2 separate regions of the Triticum aestivum genome follow, and region 2 is linked to region 1. A link is a contact called in public Hi-C data. All regions are on one chromosome and are shown on one strand. Each heading gives the region's core, a stretch centred on a gene start, on an enhancer-like site or on the middle of the called end of the contact. The rest is flanking DNA. Distances are from core to core; before and after follow the strand shown.

The links. Hi-C and Micro-C count contacts between places; a contact is called where the count stands out from the background.
Region 2: a Hi-C map of leaf shows a contact between it and region 1, with 5 times the contacts expected there. The contact joins the promoter of LOC123045074 here to the promoter of LOC123045071 in region 1. A contact is called at or near these places in 2 of 5 Hi-C or Micro-C datasets (both in leaf).

The regions. Positions count from the first base shown.
Region 1 is chr2B:390,715,362-390,722,708 of IWGSC CS RefSeq v2.1, reverse strand. LOC123045071 reads left to right here and starts at 3,815. Exons shown (of 2, transcript XM_044467996.1): 1 at 3,815-4,970. The coding sequence starts at 3,872.
Region 2 is chr2B:391,222,584-391,229,930 of IWGSC CS RefSeq v2.1, reverse strand. It overlaps LOC123045074 (protein HGV2), which reads left to right and starts at 3,882. Exons shown (of 6, transcript XM_044467997.1): 1 at 3,882-4,165; 2 at 5,172-5,407; 3 at 6,325-6,534; 4 at 6,614-6,704; 5 at 7,023-7,260. The coding sequence starts at 3,945. LOC123045075 reads right to left here and starts at 1,628. Exons shown (of 12, transcript XM_044467998.1): 1 at 1,467-1,628; 2 at 1,302-1,379; 3 at 1,129-1,200; 4 at 553-651. The coding sequence starts at 1,550.

The DNA of each region.
Region 1 (7,347 bases), core at 2,566-5,065:
TTGCTACTAGTCAAATCAGTGCTTGCATCATTATCAATTTTCTTCATGTGTTGTTTGGACATACCTATCACCATCGAGAAGCAGATCATTAAGTATTTGAGGCATTGTCTCTGGAGAATGCCTGACTTGGAATACCACGGACTAGCACTAGTGGCTTGGCACACAGTTTGCAGGCCCAAAAGTCAAGGAGGTTTGGGAGTCATTGATATCTACACATAAAACAATACTTTGCTCATGAAAAACCTTCATAAGTTCTTCAATAGGCATGGCATACCATGGGATAACCTAATTTGGGAGACATATTATAGTAATGGGAAACTTCCAGGAGATCATAAGGTGGGCTCTTTCTGGTGGAGATCAAACTTAGCACTCGTAGATCATTTCAAAGCCATAGCCAGATGATGTGGGGGATGGTAAAAGTGCCTTGTTCTGGGATGACATGTGGCACCAATTTGTCCTTAAACACAAGTTCCATCACCTTCATACCTTTGTTAGAAATCCACACTTAAATGTCCATCAAGTAATCAACACTGAATATCTTCAAGACCTCTTCTATCTACCACTGACAACACAAGCATATGAGGAATTCTTGGAAATGGAAAATATATGCATTACATTAAGACAGTCTGATTACTTGGACTTGATGGACACATGGAACTATATATGGGGAAATGAATTCTACTCTTCCATTAAAGCCTACAATGTACTGATTGGACACAAACAAACACCACCACACTTCAACTTGATCTGGAGGAGCTCCTGTTAGCCCAAACACAAAGTGTTCTTTTGGATGTTGTTACATGATAGAGTTAACACAAGGAACATGTTAAGAAGAAAAAGCTTTGAACTTGAAGCATACAACTATGCAGTGAGGGATTGTCAGCAGGAAGAAACACTACAACATCTCTTTTGGGGATGCCCTGCCATTCAGTGATGGGATTTCATCTGTCCAATAAGAACACATAATTTGTCAGTGTTAGAAGCATATCAAGACCTAAAAGACAAGCTCAATTACCCCCTTTTTATGGAGATTATCATTCTAGGGCCATGGACTATTTGGATATCCATGAATAATAAGATATTTGAGAATATAACTCCCTCATTTCAGGGCTGGAAATTCATTTTTGAGGAGGAGCTCAAGCTGCTAAAATACAGGATGAAGAGAAAACATGTCTTTCAGTTCCCTGCTTGGTTGGAGGCATTGTTGTAATTGCTTCTTTAGTAGTAGTATAGATTTTGTTTATAGCTTTATTAGTTCTTTTTGCTTGTTAGTTTTTTCTTAGCTTTTTAAGTTTTCTTTCTTTTTTTCTTTTTCTTTTATTTTCTTTCCTTCTTCTTTTGTATTTTGTTTTTGGGCTTACCTCAAGCCTATCAAACAGGTTTTTTTGTTCTCTATTTCTTAATTAATAAAAGTTGTAGTAGGGTTTTATCCTACTGTTTATAGTAAAAAAATAACAACTTTATTATTGCCTCTAGGGCATCTTTCCAACAGTCTCCCACTTGCACTAGTCAACAATCTAGTATTAGATGGTAATGAACCTAACACCCATAGAGTTCTGGTGGTGGTCATGTTTTGTCCATGGAAGAGGTTTAGTTAACGGATCTGCAACATTCAGATCCGTATGTACTTTGCAAATGTTTATGTCCTCCTCTTTGACTGCATCATGGATGGAGTTGAAGCGTCGCTTTATGTGGCTGGTCCTCTTGTGAAACCTTGGTTCCTTAGCTAGAGCAATGACACCAGTTTGCTAGGCAAATGTGTTTAATAGAGCTTTGAGGTATATCAGCTATCTTGCGTTTGCTTGCATGAGAACCAGGGTATCATCTGCATACTACACTACTGGAAAATCTAGAAAAGAGTTGACTTGAAGTGGTGAAGTAATAAGACCCAGTCTCATGGCCTTATTAAGTATTGATTGTAGCAGATCAGCAACCAATACAAAAATTAATGAAGACAGTGGATCACCCTGTCTAACTCTTCTTCTACAATAGAATTTTTTTGTGAGGAACTCCATTCAACATCACAGCTGATGAGGCTGATGTGAAAAGTAATTGCATCCAGGAAGTCTACCTTTCTCCAAATCCCTTTGCTATGAGTATATCAATAATAGCTTGATGCTCAATAGTGTCAAAAGCTTTCTCAAAATCCAGTTTAATTACTAGCATCTGTTCTTTTGATTTGTGACATCGATGGATATATTCATATGCCCAACCAAGACAGTCCTGGATCACTCTGTTCTTGAGGAATCCATATTGGTTAATGTGTACCATTTGAAGAATAACTCTTTGCAATCTATTGGCCAACAACTTGGTAATTATCTTAAGAACTCCATTTAGCAAAGAAATCGGTCTGAAGTCATTAGGGGAAACTGGCACTTCCTTTTTTGGGATCAGGGTAATGAAGGATGTGTTGATGCTTTCAAGATTTACATTACCAGCATGAAAAGCCATGATAAGCTCAGTGATATCCATTTTAATGATGTCCCAACAAGCTTTAATGAACTCATTTTAAAATCCATCAATGCCTGGAGATTTGTCTATAGGAAGGTTTTTTTACCACATCATCAATTTCCTCCTATGTAAAAGGCTTCTCAAGATCTTGGAAAACCTCAGGCTCCACTCTTTGTTGACAAACCACGTCGCAAAACTTGGTGACGCTAGTCTGGATAGTGTGTCAGTAGTACGACAACGACCTCACGTTGCAATGTTGAATGATCTACACGTCGTAGGGTGCAACGTGCTTTCGTGCGTGAAACATTTCATGCACTTGCTACCAGAAGGCCTCTCCTTTGCTCATGCCTACGAAATTCGCGGATACGTCCAATCACGCATCTCACAACAACTCGTCCTCCATGATCGAGTAGCTCACCATCCTTCATACTCTAAAAAACGACATAACATTTGAAAATAAGGTCAATGACATTTGACCGAAGACTTGCCGGGCATGGTGTCCGCCATGGAGGTCGTCAACAGGGGGCGGAGTGTACCTAGGTACAAAAGGTTACAGGGTGGACAACTCTGTTGTAAAGGCGAGAAGGCCCGTCGGTGCGACTTGTGGACGTCCAACAATGCCTCTGTGGCGGCTGGTGACGTACAACAACGGCGGCAGAGGTGGAGGGTGTGGATGCAAAGTAAGGGGGAGAAGGAGCGGAGTGGAAGACAATAGGATCGGGAAGGGGGATTGGGTGGGCCGGGGGTGTCAGAGTCCTACATGTCTGCTGTCCGGACTCGTGTAAAGTTCCCCCACCTTGTCTCCAATTTACGGGAGAAAACACGTCTGAACCGCCCCGCGGACCGATGCGGACCCGATTTAGATGACTTCCGCGGTCCGGACGGGTACAAGCGGTTTACGGATCCGGCTTGAAGATGCCCTTAGTGACACTCAGAATTCTCCAAAACTAAGCCTGCTTAATTATTCTCATTTTCTTTGTAAGAACCTTTGTATTTGTTTTCTCGTGATTAATTTATAGGCAACTTAATCTACCAATTTCTTCAAATAGCGCGAATCAATTTGTAATTGAATGAGTATCCTCAGTTCACGAGGTTTAAATCCTGATGCTTGTATTATTTTAGATAAAAATACTCAAACTAGCGTCGGCAGGCGGTGGTGGGTACGTGAAGAAAGATCTGAAAAAAAAGAGAGAAAGGAGAGCACCGGCTGGGGTCTAGAGGAGAAGAGAAGGAACGAGTGGTGGAGAAATCGCGGTGGAAAGACAAGGTTTGACCCCAGCCAAAAGCGGTGCGTGGGGCTGCGGTGCGTGTCACGCACGCGTGTCACCGCGCGAGATTAGGCCGTTCGGTGGGCCGGTGTACATCATTTATACCAATCCCAATCCCCAACCAAAGCCCCAAGCCCGCACCGCACCGCACCATGACTCCGCCGCCGCAGCCGCAGCCGCAGCCGAGCCATGACTCGCTGCCGGCGCTGCCCGATGACCTCATCGTCGAGATCCTCCTCCGACTGCCGCCTGACGAGCCGGAGTATCTCTTCCGCGCCTCCCTCGTCTGCAAGCTCTGGGGCAACCTCCTCTCCGGCCGCGCCTTCCGCCGCCGCTACCGCGAATTCCATCAAGCACTTCCCGTGCTGGGATTCTTTCGTAACCTGTCCGGCCTAGCCCGCTTCGTCCCCACTACGGCATTCCGCCCTCCCGACTCCGGCAAAAGCTTCGCCTTCGATTGCCGCCATGGCCGCGTCCTCCTGAGCGACCGCAGCTTCCCGGATTCCTTTACCCTCTGGGACCCCATGACCAACGAGAAGCAGCGCGTGCGCCACCCCGCCATCCGGGGGAGTTGCTACAACGCGGGGGTGTTCTGCGCCACGCCCGGCTGCGACCACTTTGACTGCCATGGGGGTCCTTTCCTGGTGGCCTTCGTCGGCACGGACCCCGACGACGACGGCGCGCGCGCCTGCCTCTACTCTTCAGAGACCGGTGTGTGGAGCTCGCCGTCCTATGTTGAGTTCGGTTATGAGCTCGATTCCTATGTCGACTCGATGCCCCCCGTCATGGTGGGAGACGCTCTCTACTTCACCTGTGGGACCGGCAGCCTGATCCTGCGCTACAACTTGGCCGGCGATCGGGGCCTATCAGTGATCGATGCCATGGACGTTTACGAGGGTGGGGATAACCAGGATGGGGGTGGCGTTGTCATCATGCCAGTGGAAAATGGTGGACTTGGGCTCGCTGTCCTTAACATGTTCACCCTCTACCTGTGGGTGCTGAAGACGGGTCCTGGCAGAGCCGCGCGGTGGAAAAAAAGTGGGGTCATCAAGCTCGATATGCTCTCCATTGGCGACCCAAGGCACTCACTGTGTCTGCTGTCCGCCTTTGCCAAGGGCCGCGCTTCCGATGTCATTTTCGTCAGCACGCATGCTGGTGTCTTCATGATCGAGCTCAAGTCGGAGCAAGTGACCAAGGTGTGCGAGAAGGGATTGTTCAATGTCTTTCCTTACATGAGCTTCTGTACTCCAGGTACTATCCTCAACCTTACCAAGTTCTATACGATTGAACTTTGTGGACATTCCCCCGCAAATAAAAATAAAAAAAGTTTGTGGACATTCAGTCATAATGGAATATATATAGAACTGAGTTTGCAATTTGTAAGATTTACCTAGGCAATCGTCGATACATATATTGTGTTGATGTGCTCTATTGCTCTGTCTCCTTATTTTCTTTTTGATGGCACTGCAATTTTTATATCTCAAAAAAAAATGTTATGAACAAAAGGCTTGAGATAAGCCACAAAATAGGAAAACTGCATATCTATATGTAATCCAAACAAGCAAAGCAAAGCAATATTACATGATCAGCTATTCTTGCAGCCATGACTTAACAAACTCTGCCCATTGTTGCCATTTAAATAAAGGCGCCACGGTCAATGTTATCATTGCTGGTGTAACACATCATGCTACAACAGGGGCGGTCTGAAGTGAAACTGATGGCATGGCGACCCAAGGATGTGGCAACAGAGAAAATTTCTTTAACATTGCAAATCAAAGGCGACAAAATAAGCTTTTTTTGAAAAAGTTAATACAACAAACTAGTCGACACAACACTAACTAAAAGATAACCGGGCTTGGTTTACACAAGTATGCACACATGCAAGAGCATTGTCCAACAAAACTATTCATCTACGACACTAATAACTACTTAAAAAAATATACTACACTAATAACGAGCTAGTAGAAATAACATGTTATGGAGTAAACAACCAAAACATGGTAAATTAGTACCACCAAGTATTAAATTGAATACAGTGACTATGTAACATTTTTTTTAGAAAAGAGGCACTTGCCGGCTTTAGCGAACTGAAGCCCTTTTAGCGTTTACAACAATGGTTCAACACAAATAAAGGGGAAAACATAAGCGAGGTTCGACACAAATCCATCAGGGTCAAAGGCTCAAGAGCCGGCACACACCACAAACTAGACGACAGTGCTACTGCAGTATTGCTTTCATGATTTTAGCTTGGAGATTATTTACTAGGGCAGGTAATGATGCCATTGCCATGCATGCATCCCAGCGCTTAAGTAATATGAGCCATTCACACCTTTGCAAACATGCAAGATGAGGCCCCTCCAGACCAGGGGCCCAAGACGGTTAGCTCTCTGCCCCTGCCTCACTTTGGCCTGGATTACTTCAGAGTTGAGGGTTAAGTTGTTGTGGTATGAGCATAATAATGTTAGAAATATCATTTGATCAGTTGGCCAGTAGTTTGCAGACCATAGAGACATTTGTCTTTCCGGAAATGGTTATGCAATTTACTAAATAAAGAGGGTCTAATGTTGAGTTTGGGACTAAAGGCTTTGTCGCTGTTGTTGTAATTTTGAGTTTGTTGAGAAAATATCTCAAGAATAGTGTGCTGTACTGCTGTCTATGTACTCCCTCCGTCCGGAAATACTTGTCGCAGAAATGCATAAAAATGGATGTATCTAGAACTAAAATACATCTAGATACATCCATTTCGCCGACAAGTATTTCCGGACGGAGGGAGTATTAATTAAGGTTAAACAAATCTTGCAGCTTACTGCTGTACATTAGTTTTTGGATCGATAGTTGGCTAGATGTTGGACATCTTCCTCAGCAATTCCCTAGAGGCTTTTGAAACTTAACTTTCAGCAGAACTGTGATGGTGAACAAGTTTTCTTTTTCAGAGGTCTTGCGGGCATATTAGGTTCATAAGAACGTCAGTAGCAAAGTACTCCATCCGTTCACAAATACAAGATGTTTTGGATATTTCGGTATGGACTACATATGGACTGAAATGATTGAACAAACACACTAAAACATGTCTATTTACGATGCATAAAAAAGTCAGAACATCTTACATTTGTTTTTTTGAACGGTCACGGGGGGAGAGGATCCCCACCTGAATATATTGCTCAAAAAGCTGCCAAAGCCAAGAGTCACCCCTTAAGCTTTGGCTGATCCAGTTTATAAGGGAAACCGGATCAAAAACCTAAACAAGTTGACCCCGTTTATGAGGGAAACCGGGCCGAAAACCATACAGGTAATAAGGTTACAGAAGATGAGGAAAAAGTGCCACCCAGGAGAGGGCATGACCTAGCTAGCAGGCAGAAAGACCAACACCATGAGAGACACAAGTAGATGTGGGGTTCTGTCGAGGGATCACAATACCAAGACTCTGCAAACAACCTAACGCACGGCACCAGCGTGCGTACCGAGCCCCACGGCACAACAGAGGATCAACCATAATCAACGAGTGCCAAACCATAACACGAACCTTGACTGGAAGATCCGCCACGGGCGGTCAGAACGATTAGCAGGTTGGGGAGGCATCATTGCGTCGTCATTGAGCAAAGGTGAACCAAGACAACACCAAGAGCCG
Region 2 (7,347 bases), core at 2,633-5,132, 510 kb before region 1:
TAATAAACAATATCTTCATTATAAACCTGAAAGCAGCGAGTCCAATAAATAGCCTGATGTGATGGCACCACAAATTATCAATCTAATACTGAAATAGTAAAGGACTCAAAGTTCCACAAGTTCCTCAGGTTAATTATTGGTGCAATGTTGATGTTATCCATTGTCATGTAGGTAGGTTTAGTTTGGACACGGCATCGCTACTTATGGACCAAACGATAAGATTGGATACAAATTCCAAAACTGTGAGCTTCACCCTTGCTCTTCTCCTCATGTCAAAAGTAATTACTAAAAAATGTCAAAGCAAGAGGTTGCAAAATAAAATGTAGCCAAGTTCTATTATTAGAAAAGAAACACAGCATGAGTGTTATTAGTTTGTGATGCCTGATAGAAAAATAACTTTCAAAAAGGTACTGCTGCCAAAAAACCTTGATGGCTAAAGTATGGTGCTTGTGCATGAGGGCAGGTGTCCGGGTCTGCAGCAGCTTGGCAGGGGGGGGTGGGGGGTGGGGGGAGAACATGAAACATGGAGGACATCACATGAGAAGTTCTTACCACTATGGAGATAATATTGGTCAGGCAGCTAAACCCATCATCAAAATGGTAGTCAGGTGGCAAACAGCAACTGTGAGCTTCTTCCGAACACGAAACAATCTCCAAAAAGGCAAGGGGATGAAACAGGTAAATATGAATTATCTCTTAATAACATTTTACTAAAGTATAGATACAAATGTGCATGAGTTTGAATTCAACAAAATATAAGAATAAGATACAAGGCAAAAATTAAGTATGGTACAGAATATCTCAATAAAAATATACAAGACCTGTAGGTTTCAAGGAAAGCATGTGTAGCTCAGTTTTCTATTCTAATTACTGACTGAAACTCACTCTGTTGGTCGCATGATTGGCACACTCGAGCTGCTACACGAGACATCTTACAATACGGACTACATTTATGTGCTACTGGTTACTTGCAAGTTTGGTGCGTTAATTCTAATCCGGTAAACCCTAAAACCAAACATCAGAGCGACCGATGAATGGCTCAGGGAAATCCAACTAAGAACTACTGTAGTAGAGAGATAAACAGTCAAAAGGGACCAAAAACTAAGCAACTGAAGTCTGAAGCAATACCTGATCCCATGCGCGCCCTTGCTCCCCATCATCCACCTCGTCGTCGTCCCATCCTCGAATTGCCTTGTTTACCTAATACCAAACAAAAATCCTCAAAACAATCATGGGAAGACGGGAGCGGAAAACGTAAAGCAGCAGTAAATCAAATCATCGAATCGAAGCTAGAGGATTACCCGGGAGAGCGCGACGAGTATGCGCCGCTCTTCCTCCCGCGTGAGCTGCGGCCGCCGCGTCGCCAGCGGTTCGGGTTCCTGCAGAGGAGGGAGGACAGAGCAAGCGGCGTGAGAGGCTAGCTGGGAGGCCGCGGTTACCAGATACGAGCGCCCGGCGTTGCTTACGAGGTGGGGAAGGAGGGAGTCGGCGACGAGGTCGCAGAGGCGCGCGAGCTGCTGCCTCTCCTGCCACCGCGGCCGTTGTGCCATTTCCTCGCCGTGGGTCTGATTCGAATCGATGGCTTCGATAGGGGGATACCGTCTCCACCAGCTGAAATCCTAGGTCAGTCTACCGCTTTGAGGAGAATAGCGTTTTTTTTTCCTTCTAAATCAAACCTGCTTTGTGGGCCAGTTTTTTTGGATACAACAATGTTATAGGACTTTTTTTCGCGAGAAAATGCCATAGGATAATTGAACCCGTAGGCACAAAACAGGCCACTCTAGAAAAATGACAGATTACAACTACGACTATATCATTACCATATCCACTCTTCATTTATCCTAATTTGCAAACTGATTGAAATGGATACACTACATTTTTCTAATTATTGTGCACTTTTTTTTTACTAATATCATTCTTTTGCTATTATCCCATGAGGACATGGTCTACAAATTCTCTTCTTAATGGAATAGAGATTCCTATTTCTAGTATTCTCATAAGAACATCTACAAATAAGTCATTTGAATTGTAAATTTTATTATTCTAGAGTTTTTTAATAAGTTATATGAAATCTTGCTAAGTGCATCATTCAGGTTCTTCGTCTATACTCACTCCATATATATAACATAAGCAACAACACTGGATTTACATATTACTGAAACTAGTTGGTGCCCACGCGTTGTCGTAGGTGGTTCATCAGTAACAAAGAAAAATGCTACATATTAGAAAAATGGATTGAGCATCAAAGAAAACAAATGCAAAAAAAATAACTAATCAATTGACAGAAAAATGTAAGCTTGGAACTTGCTGATGTAAAAGTTCGTGCTTAATAAAAAATAAAAGTATTTTGGATTCGAAATGCCACATCTGTAAAATTATAAAGCATGCCCTATAAAGATGTGATCCAGTGCAAAGGAAGGTGGGATGTGACTTGTGAGTCATTACAATTGTGTTTCACAAGGCATCAATCTAGATAACCAATTAAACTCAATAGTTTTGAATACTCAATGGAGAATTTTTCGCACATAATCATCAAAAGGAGTGCATGTACACAGAAGAACTATCACACAGATCATCCTAGAGTTGATATTTGTTGGTTCAAAAGTATCGTCTGTCTCTCATTGCAAACATGATCTCATACATAAACAAAGCACTAGTGCGGCAGTGCCCTATAATGCAGAACTCTTTTCTTTTATTCAAGGGTGTTTAAGCTTCCACATTCACGACACTATTGAGTAAGCAAAAAACCATATTCAGTTAACATATGGGTAGGTTACCTACCCAAACTTGTCGGATGCTTGTACAACAAATCCAGCTGAAGGTGTGAAGCACTAAATCCTTGTCATGCCATGACTTGTCTGAAATTTTGAACAATAACACATCCTAAGAAAACAACATACCATTTTAGGCTAAAGAAACAACATGTTGAAACATAAGAAACGAGGAGCTTTATTCTCGCAGATTCATATTCGCCTTATGATGCTGTTGTCGGAAGAAGGTATCTCACATATTCGAAATCCCGAATTTCCACCGAAAAAGACTAGTGTAACTCAAGAAGTAGGAGGTTTGAGGCTGACATCAATATGTCAAATTTTAATCGAACGTTTACACTGTGATGGGATGAAGTAAATCGAGCGACTTCAAACATAGCAAGGGAACTAAAGGCAAGCGTAAATGCTTAGTTGTTTTATCAATTTCTTTCACGAAAGCTTCGTTTGCTTCTTATGCATTTGTGCTAGTGGGGCCCAACGGGGCATGAAGCAACGAAAGGTTGCGTGTGTGACATTGGTAGATGGGTTGTTTTCGGTTGTGGGTGGGATGGAGCAGTTCATGAGCCATGTGTGTTATTTAATCCATGCAAATATGAAGTAAAGAGATTGACGAGCAGTGCTTTATATCGCCTTCAGTGAGCGCTAAAGGTGGCTCGCGTTTACCTTGGCGTACCTCCCGCGCCAGCGAGCACTCGCTTACATGGGCCTCGCCCGACCAATAATAAGTGCCCCCCCCCCCAAGCCAACGTGTGCGCACTGTACATGTCCTAAATAAACTCACCATATCTTTTTTTGTGAGGGAAGAAATTTCATCAAAATTCTCTAATTATGAAAATGGCGCACATGCGACGTGTCACTTGTAACAACGGGAGGAGTAGTAGAAAAATTAACTTTGCATCTTTTTAGCACATACGTTTACACTCTGGGCCCTAAAAGCCCAGTTTTGCAAGACCAAATGAGCCCAGACTCCGAAAAGCTAACCCCCCCAGCCCCCCGGCGGATCCCTCACGTCACCCAGAATTGGCGCTGCGTCTCCCCGAAACATTCCCCATTTCATTGCCCCTTCTCCCGCTCCCTCCCTCCTCACCACCCGCAGCTTCCGCCGCCGACAGGGAACGATACAACCACCCCCCCCCCCCCCCCCCCCCCCCGCGCCCCGCGCCGCCGCTGCCCATGGACTCGTCCTCCGAGAACTTCGTGGCGCCGGTAGACGAGCGCCAGGACCCACCGCTCCCGAACCCTAGCGAGGAGGAGGCGGGCGGTGAGGAGAAAGAGGGGGGAGAGGAGAAAACCCTAGAGCGGGCGGAGGAGCTGTTTGACAAGGGGTCCAAAGCCATCGAGGAGGGGGACTTCGTAGTCGCCGTCGACTGCCTCAGCCGCGCCCTCGAGATCAGGTTAGGGTTCCTCCCACCCACCGATCCGACTCCTAGCCCGGCGGAAATTCCCCCATGGATGTATCATGTGCTTAATGTCTATTTAGTTCATTGCTCTTCTGGGCTAGTTACTTCGGCGGTAGGTCTGTCGAGCTTTTGGTTTATGTAGTTTGGTGGGTGGTTTTACCAGGGTTTAAGAGATTCTACAGGAAGGTGGTCACCAGTTGTGGTATTTACATTTATGTGTTCAGCGGGGAGCGCAATGCGATGTGAGAGATGATTATTCGGTCCAATGAGCCTACTCTTATTTGGCAGCAATTATATGGATTTTCCCAGTTTGTTGTGATGTGCCATGTGTGAGTTGTGATGAGAACATCTTCGGGAATAGGTATTATCCATAGGAATGTCTATATGCCTCTCTAGTACCTGCTAGTGCTTCTGACCGGCACTATTAGTCATTGCAAACAAGCAAAATTGCACATAGTTAGCAGCTTGCGAGAACATTCACCTACTGGAAACTGATTAGATGTGTTTAGATTCAGCTTGTACTTGCAGTGTTTTATATGTGGTTTGTCCTGTTGGTTGCTTTGCTTTGGCCTGAGGCCCCTTGACTGTGAGGTTATGTTGGCAATTGGTGCTTGATGTGTATACTAGGATGAGCATTAAATCTAAGTGTAATTAATTGATGCTTAGGTGCTATCTTATTTGAGAAATGTGTACATGCCTCTTCAGTACTGGTTAGTTACAAATATTTACTGTTATATAGTTTATTCATCCTACTTCAGAATTGTACTTCATAGGCTGTGCAAGCGCCAATCAGTTGTGAACTTTTTATAAAAGACAGTCAATAGAGAGCATAATTAGCACTTTGTGTCATTAAAATGGTTGATGGAACCATTGTGGTGGTTAGCTCTGGTTAGTCTGTTTCATCTCAGATCACGTTACCGTTCATGTTCTTATGCTGTACCCTTAATACCTGTACAATGATACACTGAAAAAATGTACGGCTTTGTTGTCTTGTCACCAGGGTTGAACGTTATGGAGAACTTGCTTCAGAGTGTGCTAGCACGTATTATAAATATGGATGTGCCTTGCTATACAAATCACAGGAGGAGACCGATCCTTTGGGTAATGTTCCAAAGAGTGCACCAGATGAAGAACCAGAGAAGAGCACAACCAATAAAGATAGTGGAAACTCAAAGGCATCCAGTAGCAACATCGAAGATGATGATCCATCTTCAGACAAAGGTGGTGTTGAAGAAGGTGTGTTGTTATTCCTTTGCCCAAGTAGATTCAGATGCAGTTATAGACCAGAAGACGGACATTAATCTGGACATATTATTATATTAGTAACATTATGGTCATTATGATTTAAGACTTCTTTATATTCCTCTCGTTGTACCGACTGGAGGCTATCCACAATTAGATGTTAATCAGTAATGTGCTCATGTGCTGCAAAATGCTGAGTCTTATTTGGAGGTATGTAGTGTTCATAGTTATTTCTTGAGTTCTCAACTTCTCATCCACTTCATCAAAGTGATTTTGTTAATTGATTAAACGTCTAAAACAAGTTTATGCTATAGCTAGCAGATGATTTCAGAGGTAGTAAAATGTATGCTTTGATTGCTCATTCAAAAGCTTGTTATGGATCAACAATATGTTGTGTGGTTGTCTGCCTGCCTTCTCCTTTTGTCAGATATTTTCCTTCCAGCTTTAAATATTTTATGCCTGCCATTGTTGTCCATACACATGGATGACAATGCCAAATTAGACAGATATGGGTACATGAAACTTTGAATGTGTTGCAGTTAGCCGTCTAAAATTGTGCACTTTGCAAGGCCTTGGTTTTATGCTTTGTAAACCGCCTTTGGCCCTTCCTCCTTAGTCCTTCCTCTGTTTGGGTTCCATATTTGAAGTGGGTTGACCTCCGTGCTTATCTCATGGTTCTTGCAAGTTCCCCTACTTCTGCAGTTGTGCTATGTAAGTTTTGCAAAATGTGAATAATCGCTGTCTCACATTTCCATGAGAATTCTGGTTATTTGCTCATGACTATATATATTGATAAAAAATGATCACATTATGCTGATTGGTTCTATGTATGAATGTATATCATTACTTTAGCTATATTGCTTCTTGCTCTTCTTCCTACCGTGGTAAACACTGACATAGTCATTAATTAGGTGAAAACTCAAATGAGAAAGATCAGGAGGATGTAGATGGTGAGAGTGACAAGGATGGTGATGAGATGGGGGGAGAAGAAGATGATTCTGACTTGGATCTAGCCTGGAAAATGTTAGATATTGCAAGGGCAATAGTGGAGAAGAATCCAGACAACACTATGGAGAAAGTGAAAATCTTTTCTGCTCTAGCTGAAGTCTCCATGGAAAGAGGTAATCTCTGTTATCTTAGTTACTCCTGCAGTAAACTAGTGTGTGGTCTTGATACTCATGGCCCTACATTTGTTTGCAGAGGACATAGACAACTCACTTGGTGACTACTTCAAAGCTTTGGCCATCTTGGAGCATTTGGTTGAGCCTGACCATCGTCGAATTGTTGAACTGTATCCTCCTTGTGGTAATAATAATGTCATTGTCTGCCATGTAGTGGTATGATGCAGCGGCATACTTGGTTTTACTGGTGCGTATTTTATTAGCTGAAGATTTATGTGGCTGAAGTTATCTTTATTATTTTCTTATCCATGGATGATGTGGGTAATTCTACTGATTTGAATGTCTCACGGGTACCTTTTCACTTACGTAAATGCACATGCAAGTCTAATGTGGCTATTAACTGTGACCAGAGGAAAATGTCAGTTATATAATACTGTTATCTTGTAGACTATTGTTCTTTCTTTGCTAATTTCCTTAATCAGTGCTAGACACTTCCGCATTTGTTTGGTCTATGAGTTGGCATCTAAGATTGCAGATGCGATCCCATATTGTGCAAAGGCTGTTTCATTGTGCAAGTCACGTTTAGAGAGCCTGAAAAAAGCGAAGGAAACCTTGTTGGCTGATAAAGGTGACAGTGCATCTACTGCTGATGGAGACTCAAAGAAATTGTCTATTGAAGATGAGCTGGAGGTTGTTACTGGTATATTGCCTGACCTTGAGAAGAAGGTAACTAAACTAGATTCCTTCATCTTATCAACTTTATTTTTGTCTTCAGCCTATTGATGTATGAGTGAAAATGTTTATGTTTGTCAT